Regions from separate parts of the Pan troglodytes genome. Here region 2 is linked to region 1. Evidence: chromatin contacts called from public capture Hi-C data. All regions are on one chromosome and are shown on one strand. The core of a region is the stretch at or near the end of the contact, and the rest is flanking DNA. Distances in the headings are between cores, read along the strand shown. Region 1 has its middle 56 kb from the start of NDFIP1. Region 2 has its middle 30 kb from the start of SPRY4.

Region 1 (6,705 bases), core at 3,907-6,406:
CTGCACTGGCCTTACATTCTCTGCTCTTTTCCCTGCCCTTTCCATGTCTTCTTTGCCGCCCTCTCCACACCTCCCCCTTCCCCTACGTTTCCAGTGCTGCTTAGATCACTCTTGTTACTTCTCTGTCCTAAATTCCTACACAACTGTAGATAGGGCCATTTTCTCAGTGGCCACTCTCCCTTTCCTTTCTCCAAATCTTAACCCTGGGCCATTTGAACCCTAGTTACTTCTTTTTTTTGTTTTGTTTTTGTTTTTTTTGTTTGTTTGTTTTGAGACGAAGTCTCACTCTTGTCCCCAGGCTGGAGTGCAATGGCGTGATCTTGACTCACTGCAACCTCCGACTCCTGGGTTCACGCGGTTCTCCTGCCTCAGTCTCCCGAGTAGCTGGGATTACAGGCGCCTGCCACCGTGCCCGGCTAACTTTTGTATTTTTAGTAGAGATGGGGGTTTCACCATGTTGGTGAGGCTGGTCTCGAACTCCTGACCTCAGGTGATCTGCCCGCCTCGGCCTCCCAAAGTGCTAGGATTACAGGCGTGAGCTACCGCGCCCGGCCTAACCCTAGTTGCTTTCTATCTTCCCATTCCATCTAGCCGCATCCAACAAGAAAACCACATGCCTGCTTTCTCTTCCTGAAGCTCTCCAAGGAACGTTCCTGTATGCCCCTGGATAGATGGTTCCAGCCTGTGTCTGTGCCCCCCAACCCAGTCCTACCAATCCAAGCCTGCCCAGATAGGGCCTGCCTGTTTTCCCCTTTATTGGGGGATCTGGGGAGCTTTTCACAGTGGTGGCATTTGTCACAGTGTTCACAGGCTCACCTCTTCATGCCCCTTCAGTACTAGTTTGGCTTGGCCATTAAACAGAAAGCATTGGGGTGTCCTCTGCTCTTTGTTCTCTCTCACTATATAGATCACCTCCAATGGCATCTGCATGAATCTATGACAACTCTCGGGCCTCCATGGAGAAGCACCTGGCTAGTCCCAAATTTCATAATCTTTCTGATGCTTCTGAATTACCTTCCACAAAACACTAGGATTCTATAAACTTTTAATTGGAATTTTATCTTTTAAAAACAGCCTTAATCATGTAATAAGATGTATTTTCAAATATGTGTTCAATTGTGTGGTTATTTGTGATCTCATTTACAGACATGAACAAATACTAAAACAATATATAAATAAATTTACTCAGAGTATTTGGGATCTCAGATTTTGTTTTACAAAAAGGGTTCTGCAGCTGAAAAAAAATGGCTTGAAAACCACTGCCCTAAGTAAACACTCAACTCATCTCTTACTTTGCCTAAAACTGTTAGACCGTTATACATTTTTTTTCCTCCGTCAATCTTACAGGGGTTTCAAAATGTCCTGATTTTGCAAAACTTACGAGCACATCTAAAAAGTCACTTTCTAAGCCACTATCTCCAAAAATCAGCTGTTTGTTCTTTTTCAGACTTGTTTTTGTGAATTTATTATTTTTACATAGGTAGTACTAGCATACTGGCACAGCCCAGTGAGATGAGGTCTCTTAAGCCATTCTGTTTATATCAGATGTTAAATTTTTTAAATAGTCTTTGCTGCACTGTAGATTATCTTGTCTTTTTCTGCTTTTCAACTCGTTCTGACAAATGCCCCATGAGGTTTTTGTTTTTGTTTTTTGAGACTGAGTTTCACTCTTGTTGCCCAGGCTGGAATGCAACGGTGCCTTCTCGGCTCACTGCAACCTCCACTTCCCGGGTTCAAGTGATTCTTCTGCCTCAGTCTCCCGTGTAGCTGGGATTATAGGCGCCCGTCACCACATTCGGCTAATTTTTATATGCTTAGTAGAGACGGAGCTTCACCATTTTGGCCAGGTTGGTCTCGAACTCCTGACCTTAAGCGATCCGCCCTCCTCGGCCTCCCAAAGTGCTGGGATTACAGGTGTGAGCCACCACAACTGGCCTCGATGATTTTTTTTTTTTTTTTTTTTTTTTTGAGAAGGAGTTTCGCTCTGTCGTCCAGGCTGGAGTGCAGTGGCGCAATCTCGGCTCACTGCAAGCTCCGCCTCCCGGGTTCACGCCATTCTCCTGCCTCAGCCTCCTGAGTAGCTGGGACTACAGGCGCCCGCCACCGCACCCGGCTAATTTTTTGTATTTTTAGTAGAGACGGGGTTTCACCGTGGTCTCAATCTCCTGACCTCGTGATCCGCCCGCCTCGGCGTCCCAAAGTGCTGGGATTACAGGCTTGAGCCACCGCGCCCAGCCGATGATGGTGTTTTTAAAGCCAACTTCTAATACCTCTTTTTTCCATTGCTTCATTGCCAAGAGGAATAATTAGACTGTTGCAACAATTATGACAAAGGCGTCCTATACCCTTGGTCTTCTTTCATCCATAGGGCATCCAAAAGAGACCTGGTTTCTCTGTTGATTGGAAGTTCACATCAAATTCCTTGACCCTGGGATTAAACCTACAGTAAACATGTATATTTGTGTGTTGCAGATGCGTATCATAGATGGATAGTAATGAATACCATTTATTGAGCATTTATCATGTGCGAAGTACTCTGCTTTCTTCTTCACAGGTACATTTAATCATCTCCCCAACCCTTTGAGGTAGGGAATACTGTGATCCTTGTTGTATATTTTTAAAAAAATGGAGACTCATGTTAACTGACTTGCCCCTTACCGTCCTTAAGTGGGGAGGCTGGGATTAATTTGGTTTGTGTTGTTAGAGCATGAACACTTTAACAACAATAGAACACTCATCATCTTTCCTGTGTGTGCACCTGCTTCCATTTCTTTTTATTCTCCTGTCCCTTCTTGATCTACACTTTAACACATTCCTTTCTCTTCCCACAGGATTCCCTTTATTGAAGGTGGGAATGGGGGGGGGGGGATTCTGGACTGCAGGCACAGGACATCTGCCCTCCCACAGCAGCCTGAGATGTTTTCTTCTTTGTGCATGTTCCCCATGAAGTGGGCTCATACCCCTCCATCAGTGTGCCTCCCCACCTCACCTGGAGCGTGGCTTCAGTGCCCCCACCGCCACCCCCCGCTTGTACTGCAGGGTTTTTTTTATCCTTTCTCTAAGCCAGTGAGATAGGCACAGCTGATAGTATGAATCTTTCTAGCTAAGAGTCAGATCAAGTGCTGGACAGAGACATGACAAGTTCTCTCAATTAAGCAAAATGGTATCTCGAGACAGGATTTCAATTCTAATTTCATATTAATAGCTTACATTTATTCAACATTTATTGTGTTCAAGTGCTGCTACAGTCCTTTTCACGCAGAATCTTTTAACCCTCCAGAATTGAACAGCAACAGCGCTATTATCCCTATTTTACACTAAAGGAGCTGGCTCCCAGAGAGGTCAGGTCACCCGGTGGACGGAGCAAGAATCCAAATCAAGACATTCTTGACCACTAACCAATACTTCTCCCCCTACCATCATCCCTGCCCCCACCCCTTTTTATTTTACAAAGTTAACCCATGTTTATTATGGAACATCTTAACTCTGATTTTTAGAAATCTGCCTTCTGTCAATAGCGCAAAATAGAGTGTTTATTAGCCTCTTAAAATGCCAGCAATTGTAATGTATACAGATGTGAACCTTCATGGGAAGAGTGTGTCTTTATGTTAGAGAAGAGTGAGTAAAGCTGCCCAGTTGAGGTCATATATATTGAGTTATCTGCAGGAAATATTCATTTAGATTTGAGAAGTTATGACTGTTATCAGTCTCATCCTTTAAATTTAACTTTTATTTTTTATACTCAATATTTAGATCAAAATCTGTTGCAAATCTGAAAGGAAGCTATAATCATTTACTGTTATCAATATACCTTTCTAGTAGCCTTATACATAAATGCTCGAACCTAGTCCTTCTCACACTTTAATATGCATACAAACTACCTGGGAAGCTTAATAAAATGCAGGTTCTAGTTTAGGAGGTCTAGGCTGGGGCTTGTGATTCTGCATTTGTAAAAACTTCCCAGGTGATGACCAAACTGCCTGGCCAGAATCAAATTTTCATGAGCAAGTCTCTAATCCACATTAATATTCAAGAAAAAAAATTAAATTCAAAAGTACAATTTTTTGAATTTACTGGGCCTGATGGCTCACATCTGTAATCCCAGCACTTTGGGAGGCCGAGGTGGGCAGATCACCCGAGGTCAGGAGTTCGAAACCAGCCCGGCCAACATGGTGAAACCCCATCTCTACTAAAAATACAAAAATTAGTTGGGCATGGTGGCACGCGTTTGTAGTCCCAGCTACTTGGGAGGCTCAGGCAGGAGAAACTTGAACCCAGGAGGTAGAGTTCGCAGTGAGTAGAGATCACACCGCTGCACTCCAAAGTGAGACTCCATCTCAAAAAAAAAAAAAAAAAAAAAAAAAAAAGTAGAACTTTACAAACACTACAGTGCATTTTCTAGAAAATTTTTTCTAGGCCGGGCGCGGTGGCTCACGCCTGTAATCCCAGCACTTTGGGAGGCCGAGACGGGCGGATCACGAGGTCAGGAGATCAAGACCATCCTGGCTAACACGGTGAAACCCCGTCTCTACTAAAAATACAAAAAAAATTAGCCGGGCATAGTGGCGGGAGCCTGTAGTCCCAGCTACTCAGGAGGCTGAAGCAGAAGAATGGCCTGAACCCGGCAGGCAGAGCTTGCAGTGAGCCGAGATTGCGCCACTGCACTCCAGCCTGGGTGACAGAGCCAGACTCTGACTCAAAAAAAAAAAAAAAAAAGAAAAAGAAAAATTTTTCTAAATCTCCATTGTTAAGAGATCACTGTGAGGTAGGGTAGGGAGTGTGGGGAAAGATTGGGGCCCCCAGGTTTGAAGATCAGCTTGGTCTTGCCTGTGTGCATGTATCTGATAAAAAGCAGGAAAAGTTTGTCTCTTCCCCACCCTCACTTCCACCCACTGTGAGGCTTGCTCATGTCCAGATTGGGCTCAGGATGGCAGTTGTGGATGCTCAGAGCACAAAAGGCTTCTTGTTTGCCCAAGGGTCTATCAGTGTTTAAATAGAACTGGCGGAAGCACAAGCACACCGTATCAGCAGCTTATCAGGGACCGTGGTTTTCCACGTACATTTGCTAGGCACTTCAGTTTACCCAACTCCATCAGCACTGAGTTAAATTGCAAGGTTGGGCTGTACTACGCTGAGCCAGGGCAGGGAGAACAAGCCAGTTACTGGGGATGAGGGTGTCGGGGGGGCCCTCAAGACCTTATTTGCATTCTGCCCACATAGAGAATAAAGCTGTGATAGCCTGTGTACTAAGAGGCACCCAAAGAGAACCAGTCAGTCTTAGGAATGCACCCGGAAGGTGGGATGAGTCCAGGCCTCCCTATGGTGGAAGTAGTTGGAGATACCTCTTGTTACCCTGGTTTTCCATCTTAGTTTACCAGGTGTATAGTCAGTGCGGGTTATGGTTAAAGGAGGTGTCAATTGGGGGCCTGTTAATGTCTTAAAATTGTATGCAGTTTTGGGGTTTGCAAATGTGTCTGCATGCATATTTCTCTGGGAGCTGACCTATGAATCAAAGGACTAAATGTTCTTGTACTATTCGGGCTGCATCTTCTTTGAGGGTAATCTTCAGGGCAGATACATGGGTAGCCTACTTTAGAAATGAGGCCTTTGCAATTATAATCACTCCTACTTTCTAAGCACTTGCTATATGCCAGGTGCTGTGCTGAATGCTTTATAAATGTTATCACATTTAATTCTCAGAAAATCTTATGAGATAGGAATTTTTATTTCTAAAAGAGTTATAATTTGCCCATGATCACAGAGCTAAGTAAATGATAGAGCTACGATCGGAACTTCAACTTTCTGATTCCATGTCTGTTAGCACTGTGGAAGGCTGTCTTTGGCATTTTAATATACTTATCAAGTGTTTCATATACATTGGTTAATTTGTCCAACTGCCACAGAGTGGGATGGGTGGCTCTTTTTCCTAAACTGTGGCCATCTTTTCCCCAAAGTGTAGCCTTCATGAATTTTGCCCTATTTATATATCACCTATGCTATTAAGTTACCTACCATTTAAAATTTTTAATTAAATGTGTTATTTCTTACCCTCATTCCTAAATAATAGCCATGGAAAAACCATTGATGTGCTAATTTTTTTTCTTGAATCCACACTAAAATAACTACATAACCATTAAAATGAAAAATGCATTAGCCAGGTGCGGTGGTGCGTGCCTGTAGCCTCAGCTACTCGGGTGGCAGAGGGAAAGAATCGCTTGAACCTGGAAGGCGGAGGTTGCAGTGAGCCGAGATTGCACCGCTGTACTCCAGCCTGGGCAACAGAGGGAGACTTCATCTCAGAAAAAAAAAAAAAATGCTATGTTTTAATACTACTTAATATCATGTAGAGTGCCATCAGTGTATTGGTGCCATGCTTTAAAAAACCCTAATGTGTGATTTAAAGACTACATGTCTATATTGCAGCAGAATTGTGGGTAAACTAAAATACCCCCTCATGCCACCCACCCCAGACAGCCCTTCTGGCACAGGGACAGGCTAGGGTCATGGAGAGTGGTGCTAAGATCATCAGAGAGGAGGCTGGGTTTGACTCCAGGGAAGGCACTCTTATGGTGGAGGCCATGCCCTATATCTTTCAGGACCTGTTTTAGTTGCTCTAATGAGGCAATGATGCCAAGAAAAAGAATGTTGCTTAGCTCTCCTTGAGGGGGTTGAAGGATTCCAGTGACTGGGGCAAGAATCTGTGTT
Region 2 (7,000 bases), core at 1,284-3,783, 130 kb after region 1:
TAGTAGACAAGACAGACAATAAACACCTAAAGTAAAAAATGTAAATATAAAATAAGAGCAGGTAGTGATGAAATATAAACTAGGCTAAGGGGAGGTGGGAGGTTGAAAGGTGGACTATTTTGGACAGGGAGGTCAGATAAGCCCTTTCTGGCCGGGCACAGTGGTTCACGCCTGTGATCCCAGCACTTTGGGAGGCTAAGGCAGGCAGATCACCTAAGGACAGGAGTTTGAGACTAGCCTGGCCAACATGGTGAAACTCTGTCTTTACTAAAAATACAAAATTAGCCAGGCGTGGTGGTGAGTGCCTGTAATCCCAGCTACTCAGGAGGCTGAGGCAGGAGAATCGCTTGAACCTGAGAAGTGGAGGTTGCAGTGAGCCAAGATCATGCCACTGCACTCCGGCCTGGGTGACAGTGCCAGACTCTGTCTCAAAAAAGAAAAAAAAAATAGATAAGGCCTTTCTGAGGAGGTAGCAACTAAACAAAGACCTGAATGAAGTGAAGGAGTGGTGAGCCATGCAAATATGTGGCCAAAGAGCTTTCCAGACCAAAGGATCAGCACATCCAAAGGCCCGGAGACAGAACATGCTGGTATGATGGAAGGACCCTGAGGAAGGCCATGTGGCAGGAAGGAAGTGAGTAAGAGGTAGGGTGGGTGGAAGAGATACAGTCAGGGACAGGTCACTTGGAGCCTATGGGCCACTACGTGGACTTTAGACACTGTTTTAAAGGAAAAGAGAAGCCATGGGGATGTGGGGGAGAGGGGGTTGAGCGGAGGAGTAACTTCTGATTTTGTGCTAGGTGTTAGGTATGGCTCCAGCCTCCCAGCGCCACCCAATCTAATGAGAGGAGATGACTGTTATGCTTTGTTTTGAGACAGAGTTTCGCTCTTGTTGCCCAGGCTGGAGTGCAATGGCACAATCTGGGCTCACTGCAAACTCCACCACCTGGGTTCAAGCGATTCTCCTGCCTCAGCCTCCTGAGTAGCTGGGATTATAGGCATGTGCCACCACCCCTGGCTAATTTTGTATTTTATTTTATTTTTTAGTAGAGATGGGGTTTCTCCATGTTGGTCAGGCTGGTCTTCAACTCCTGACCTCATGTGATCCTCCCGCCTTGGCCTCCCAAAATGCTGGGATTACAGGCGTGAGCCACCCCGCCCAGCCAGAGGAGATGACTGTTAAACAACCAGTGTGGTAAGTGAAACAATAGACAAATCAGAATGCTAGGACTTCCTATGCCAGGCACTCTTGGAAGGCTGTGACTTCTTTTATGTCATTTTCACAAGTGTCTCATGAGGGAGGTACCGTTACTTTCTCCCCTGTTCAGATGCAGAGACTGAAGAGCAGAGGGGTGAAGTAGCCCAAGGCCACCCTGCTGGTAAACGCTCCCAGCTGATTCCCTCGGGGAGGCAGGGGGAGACCTGTTTAGAGATAACCCAGAGAGAGAATGGTGGCTTGGAGGATGGTGGCAGATGTGGAGATGGTGGGAACTGATAGGATTCTGGATCTGTTTTGGCAGAGGTGGTGAGAACAGATCCAATCATTTGAATGTACACCTTTAATTTTCAATACACGGCCGGGCACGGTGGCTCATGCCTGTAATCCCAGCACTTTGGGAGGCCGAGGTGGGCAGATCACCAGGTCAGGAGATCGAGACCATCCTGGCTAACACGGTGAAACCCCATCTCTACTAAAAACACAAAAAATTAGCCGGGCGTGGCGGCGGGCCCCTGTAGTCCCAGCTACTCGGGAGGCTGAGGCAGGAGAATGGCGTGAACCCGGGAGGTGGAGCGTGCCGTGAGCCGAGATCGTGCCACTGTACTCCAGCCTGGGCAACAGAGCGAGACTCTGTCTCAAAAAAAATAAAAATAAAAATAAAAAATTTTCAATACGATTTTGCTGCTGGATCAGATGTAGGGTAGGAAATAAAGAAGCCAAGAATGAGCCCAAGATTTTCGGCCTGAGCTACCAGGTAAATTGAATCTTTACTGAGATGAGGAAAGCTGTAGGAAAAGCAGTCTGGGAGAGAAACCGAGACTTCGGCTTGGTTAAAACATGTAAAAATACGTGTTTACGGAATGAATGAAAGCAGCCACCGAATGCTGGGCACCCACCCTTCTCACGCTCTTTTATCGCAGTGGAGGGACATCTGTGGTTAAAATGGTTGAAAAGTGCTTTTTAGTCAAGTCTTTTTCACACACACGCCTCACCCCCACCCCTGGGTTCCAGAGAGAGAGGCCCATAGCTGTGTGACCTTCTCACTTTGTTTTTACACCTTTAACTTTGTTTTGGCAGCTTTGACCTGAAGGCAGCAGTTCCAACCCGGTTTGTATTCCTGGGTCAAGGAGAGGCTTCCTGCCTGGAACTCTTCCCCTGGCTCCCCTTGAACCCCCCATCCCTGGGCTTTTCTTTGTATGTAGATCACGGTCCTGTGGTCCCTGGCAAAGGCAGAGGTGGGTTGGGGGCCTGCAGGGCTGGGAAGTGTGAAGTTTCTCCGCTGTTAGAGGAAGCCCGGGTGATTCAGTGAGCTGGGCGCTATCATTAGGAAGGAAAACATCACGTAGCGGGGGATCTCTATCCGGGCCATTTGTCTGCCTGCTCCCTCCCCAGGGAGGTCTTCCCAGAGGCCTGGCAGCCCCTTCCTGCTCTTTTGCTTAAGCCGTGTGACAGGCGTCTTTAGTTCTGAAAAACTCTAGACCTGTAGATCCAGTTCATCCCCGTCTTGTGTTATTTGAGCAATTCTTGCAGATTTTTCTTTGGTCTCTTTTACGGTGTGCATGTGCATGTAAGGACTAAGTCCGGGAAGCCTGCTAGGAAAAACCACAGTTGAGGCTCAGATCTCCAAATTTCAAACCAGGTTTCAGCTCAAACATCACTTTCTAAGAGAGGCCTTCCCTGACCACTACCTGCATCATTTGCTACCTTGTTACCGGACTTAATTTCCCTGCAGCATTTTTTTACTCTTTAAAATTATCCTGACCATCTATTTCTTACGTACCTGCTTCTTGTCTGCCTCCTTCACTCTAGAATGTATGCACCCTCCATGATGGTCTTGCTCCTTACACAGCCTGAGCCCAGGCCTGTGCCTGGTACATACTGGGCCCTCAGTCAAGGTTAGTTGACCTGGTTGACCTTGACCTGGTTGACCAGCTGTAAGGCCCTCGGGGAAGGCCAGTCAGCAGGCACTACCTCTGCTCTTGTTTGGATCTCTGCTTACTATAAGAGGATCTGAGTTATAATTTTTCCTTTTTCAGCTGTGGAGCTTCCCTGACCCTTTATCAGCAGGCAGTGGGGACTCTGGGGAGCTTTATCAACTCTATGCAAGAGAGAAAGCCACTTTTGTCCCTCCTTTTCCCCTCGAGAGCTTCTCACATCATCTCAGCCTCTGCCTTCCTGTGTCTCTCTAGATCTGTGCTCTTAATTTGTCCCCACCCCACATATCACTGTGGTTCTCCCCGTCTGTCTGCCCTCCGTTTCTCTATTTCTGTCTCCCTCTCCTCCTCCTTCTCCCTCAGCTCTATGTTGTCTTTCCTTTATTGAGTTCTTACCTCATGGTAAATGCTATACACAGACTCTCACTGACCTCTGACAAGAGTCCATGTGAGAGAGGTCATTATTACCCCCATTTTCCAGATGGGGAAACTGAGATGTGGGGAGACTCCTTTAGTGTCAAAGCACTGCTTGCAGGTTCTTGGGTTTTTTCTTATCCCAAGGTCAGAGAAACTTGGGGAAGTCAGAGCTAGAAGGTGAGAGACAGCTACAAACTGCCTCCACCAGGTCATCTGTGTCATCTGCTAACTTCAGCAGATCCTTTTTGGGGAAGAGGTGGTAAGGAAGATGGGAATAAAGCTTTCTTCTTATTCAGTCTACCAGAAATATGAGCTCTTCAAACTTTAACATGGAGGCAGAAGGGCCAGAATGAATCAGGTTAAACCATGATCTCCCAGACTGCGTTTTCAAGAGACGTGTGGGGCAGCCTTGGAAATAGCTACTCCCCAGCTCGCCTGGCCTGGATAAGTTATTGTTAAAGAGTAAAGGGAAATGATCCTAATGGATTCCGCTTCCGGCCTCCCCCATGGAGTGGGCTGGTAACCGTTATTTACAAGGCTGGCTTATTCATGGCCACTGAAGCTAGGAGAGGCAGGATGGAGACAGAATCCAACAAATGGTTTATTTATATCTACATCCCAGACCTCAAAAGGAAAATTCCCATACTTAGACATTCCTAGATGGCCTGCGACACAGGATATTTAAAGTAACAATGGGCCAAATTCTTGCTCACATTTTTGGCAGGGCTCCAGTCTGAAAGTCCACAAGAGAAAGACTTGGGCTGTATAACATGGAGGGAGGGGGGACTGTTTCTAATTTGAGACCTGTTTAAGATCTGACTTCCCCCTCCTTCCTGGAGTTACAAGGAAAATATGATTTTGATTTTAGAGACAACATTCCATGTGATCCACTTTGGAAGATTTTAGAAGTTGAAGCTCTGTGCCCTCCCCCTTGCCTTTGAGAAAAAGGGGGTTGTTAAAAGAACTAATAGAACACACTTTGAAAAACCCTAGAACTCCTCTTCCATTTCTTCTACCTGAGTCAGGGGTTGGCGAGGGGAATAGCCACTACCTATGGGCAGTCTAGTAGCCAAACCCTCTGAATGCTGCAGATGACCATATAGAGCTGAATATGGTTGTCTACAAAATAGTCATTGAGCCATTTAAAACATGTCTTTGTGACATTAATTCCAAGGAAAATCTCAGGAAGGGTTTTTAATGGTGACTTATTAGCCTGGGCAACATAGCAATGTAAAAAAATCAATTAAAAAAAAATTAGGGCCAAACATGGTGGCTCACGCCTGTAGTCCCAGCTACTCGGGAGGCTGAGACAGGTGAATCGGTTGAACCTGGGAGGCAGAGGTTCTGGTGAGCCAAGATCACGCCATTGCACTCCAGCCTGGGCAACAGAGCAAGACTCCATCTCAAAAAAAAAAAAAAATTAGCCAGGTGTGGTGGCAGGTACCTGTAATCACAGCTACTTGGGAGGCTGAGGCAGGAGAATCGATTGAACCCAGGAGGTGGAGGTTGCAGTGAGCCAAGACTGCGCCACTGCACTCCAGCCTGGGCAACAGAGCAAGACTCCATCTCAAAAAAAAAAAAAAAAAAAAAAAAAAATTAGCCGGGTGTGGTATCACACACCTGTATTCCTAGCTACTCCGGAGGCTGAGGTGAGAGGACTGTTTGAGCTCAGGAGTTTGAGGCTGCAGTGAGCTATGATTGTGCCACTGCACCCCAACCTGGTGACAGAGTGAGACCCTGTCTCTAAAAAACAACAACAAAAAATAGTGACTTATTGTACTTATAGTCAAGGTGAATTTTTTTCCAATAACTTTATTGAGGTATGATTGACATATAAAAAGCTGTGCATATTTAATATACACAATTCAATGAGTTATGACCTTCCCAACCCTATGATAATTCTAAACACCAGCCTTGTAAAGAAATAGAAAAATGTACTAGCTCTGTAAGTTAGGAAGCCTTTGGCTGCCAGTCATAAAAATTATCCAGCTCACCCAGCGTGGTGGCTCATGCCTGTAATACCAGCACTTTGGGAAGCTGAGGTGGGTGGAACACCTGAGGTCGAAAGTTTGAGACGAGCCTGACTAACATGGAGAAACCCCATCTCTACTAAAAATACAAAATTAGTCGGGCATGATCGTGTGCATCTGTAATCCCAGCTACTTGGGAGGCTGAGGCAGGAGAATTGCTTAAACCCAGGAGGCAGAGGTTGCGGTGAGCCGAGATCGCCCCATTGCACTCCAGCCTGGGGCAACAAGTGCAAAACTCCATCTCAAAAAAAAAAAAAACAAAACAAAGAAACTTCCCAGAAGTCCCCCCAGATTTCCCCTCACCTCCCATCGGCCTGCACTGCATCACATGCCAACACCTGGTACAGTCACATTTGTTAAGACTCCTCTGGGTTTTACAGCTGGAGACGTGAATAGGGTTATTCTTCCCTGAGTCACATGGGAAGGGGGTGAACTCCAGAACAAACGTGGGGCAGCAATAAAAAATGAAGGATAGCTATCAACCAAGGTGTCTGCCACAGTGGCTGTGATCGAAAAAATGTGGAAGCAATGTAAATGTCTATCAGTGGGGGAGGGGTTCATTCATTAAAAGAAAAGAAAAAAGTACTGATAGTCAATATAGTGATAACCAATATGGATAACTAGGTAGTGTCTAGAACCTGCAGATAGAGCAGTGAATAAAACTGCCTTTGATGCAGTGGTTCACGCCTGTAATCCCAGAATTTTGGGAGGCCGAGGTGGGCGGATCATTTGAGGTCAGGAGTTCTAAGCCAGCCTGGCCACAATGGTGAAACCCCGTCTCTACTAAAAATACAAAAATTAGCTGGGCGTGGTGGTGGGCGCCTGTAATCCTAGCTACTCAGGAGGCTGAGGCAGGAGAATCGCTTGAACCCAGGAGGCAGAGGTTGCAGTGAGCAGACGCTAGCCTGGGTGACAGAGCAAGACACCATCTCAAAAATAAATAAATAAATAAAAAATAAGCAAATAAAAATAAAACTGCCTTTGAAGGGGAAAAGACAGATAGCAAATAAAGTAATGAGCACATGTGTGATATAATTGCAAATTGAAATAAGGACAGCAAAGGAAATAAGGACAGCAAAGAGAATATCAGGGCAGCCCAGGAAGGCCTTCTTACCTTCCTGAGGGTAAGAAGGAGTGAGCCGTGGGTAAGGGAGTGGAGGACTATGGAGTATTCCTGGCAGAAGCAAGAGCTTCTGAAGCAGGAAGGCTCAGAAGCAGGAAAGGGCTGCCTAGCTTCTTGAGAGAGTTATAGGAGGTGTGGGAAGGGGCACAAGATAAGGGTGGGAGAGGATGGAGGTAGGCAGGGCTAGATTAGGTAGGGTCTTACAGGCTTCAGTAAGAAGTCTGACTTTATTCCTAAAACCAATGAGAAGGAACTGAAGTTTATTGTTTATTTATTT

Evidence for each region. Capture Hi-C pulls out chosen DNA fragments and counts their contacts.
Region 2: a capture Hi-C map of stem cell-derived neural stem cells shows a contact between it and region 1, with 3 times the contacts expected there. The contact joins two enhancer-like sites. A contact is called at or near these places in 2 of 7 Hi-C or Micro-C datasets (both in induced pluripotent stem cells) and 1 of 1 other capture datasets (stem cell-derived neural stem cells).

What each region holds. Positions count from the first base shown.
Region 1 is chr4:139,879,640-139,886,344 of NHGRI_mPanTro3-v2.0_pri, forward strand. No RefSeq gene overlaps it. Among named protein-coding and RNA genes, the nearest start is that of NDFIP1, 56 kb to the left of the region's middle. Within about 2 kb of position 5,157, at least 4 of the 24 cell types and tissues checked have an H3K27ac peak or open chromatin away from gene starts, as enhancers often do. A contact at or near this core is called in stem cell-derived neural stem cells, where this site is marked.
Region 2 is chr4:140,009,803-140,016,802 of NHGRI_mPanTro3-v2.0_pri, forward strand. No RefSeq gene overlaps it. Among named protein-coding and RNA genes, the nearest start is that of SPRY4, 30 kb to the right of the region's middle. Within about 2 kb of position 2,534, at least 3 of the 24 cell types and tissues checked have an H3K27ac peak or open chromatin away from gene starts, as enhancers often do. A contact at or near this core is called in stem cell-derived neural stem cells, where this site is marked.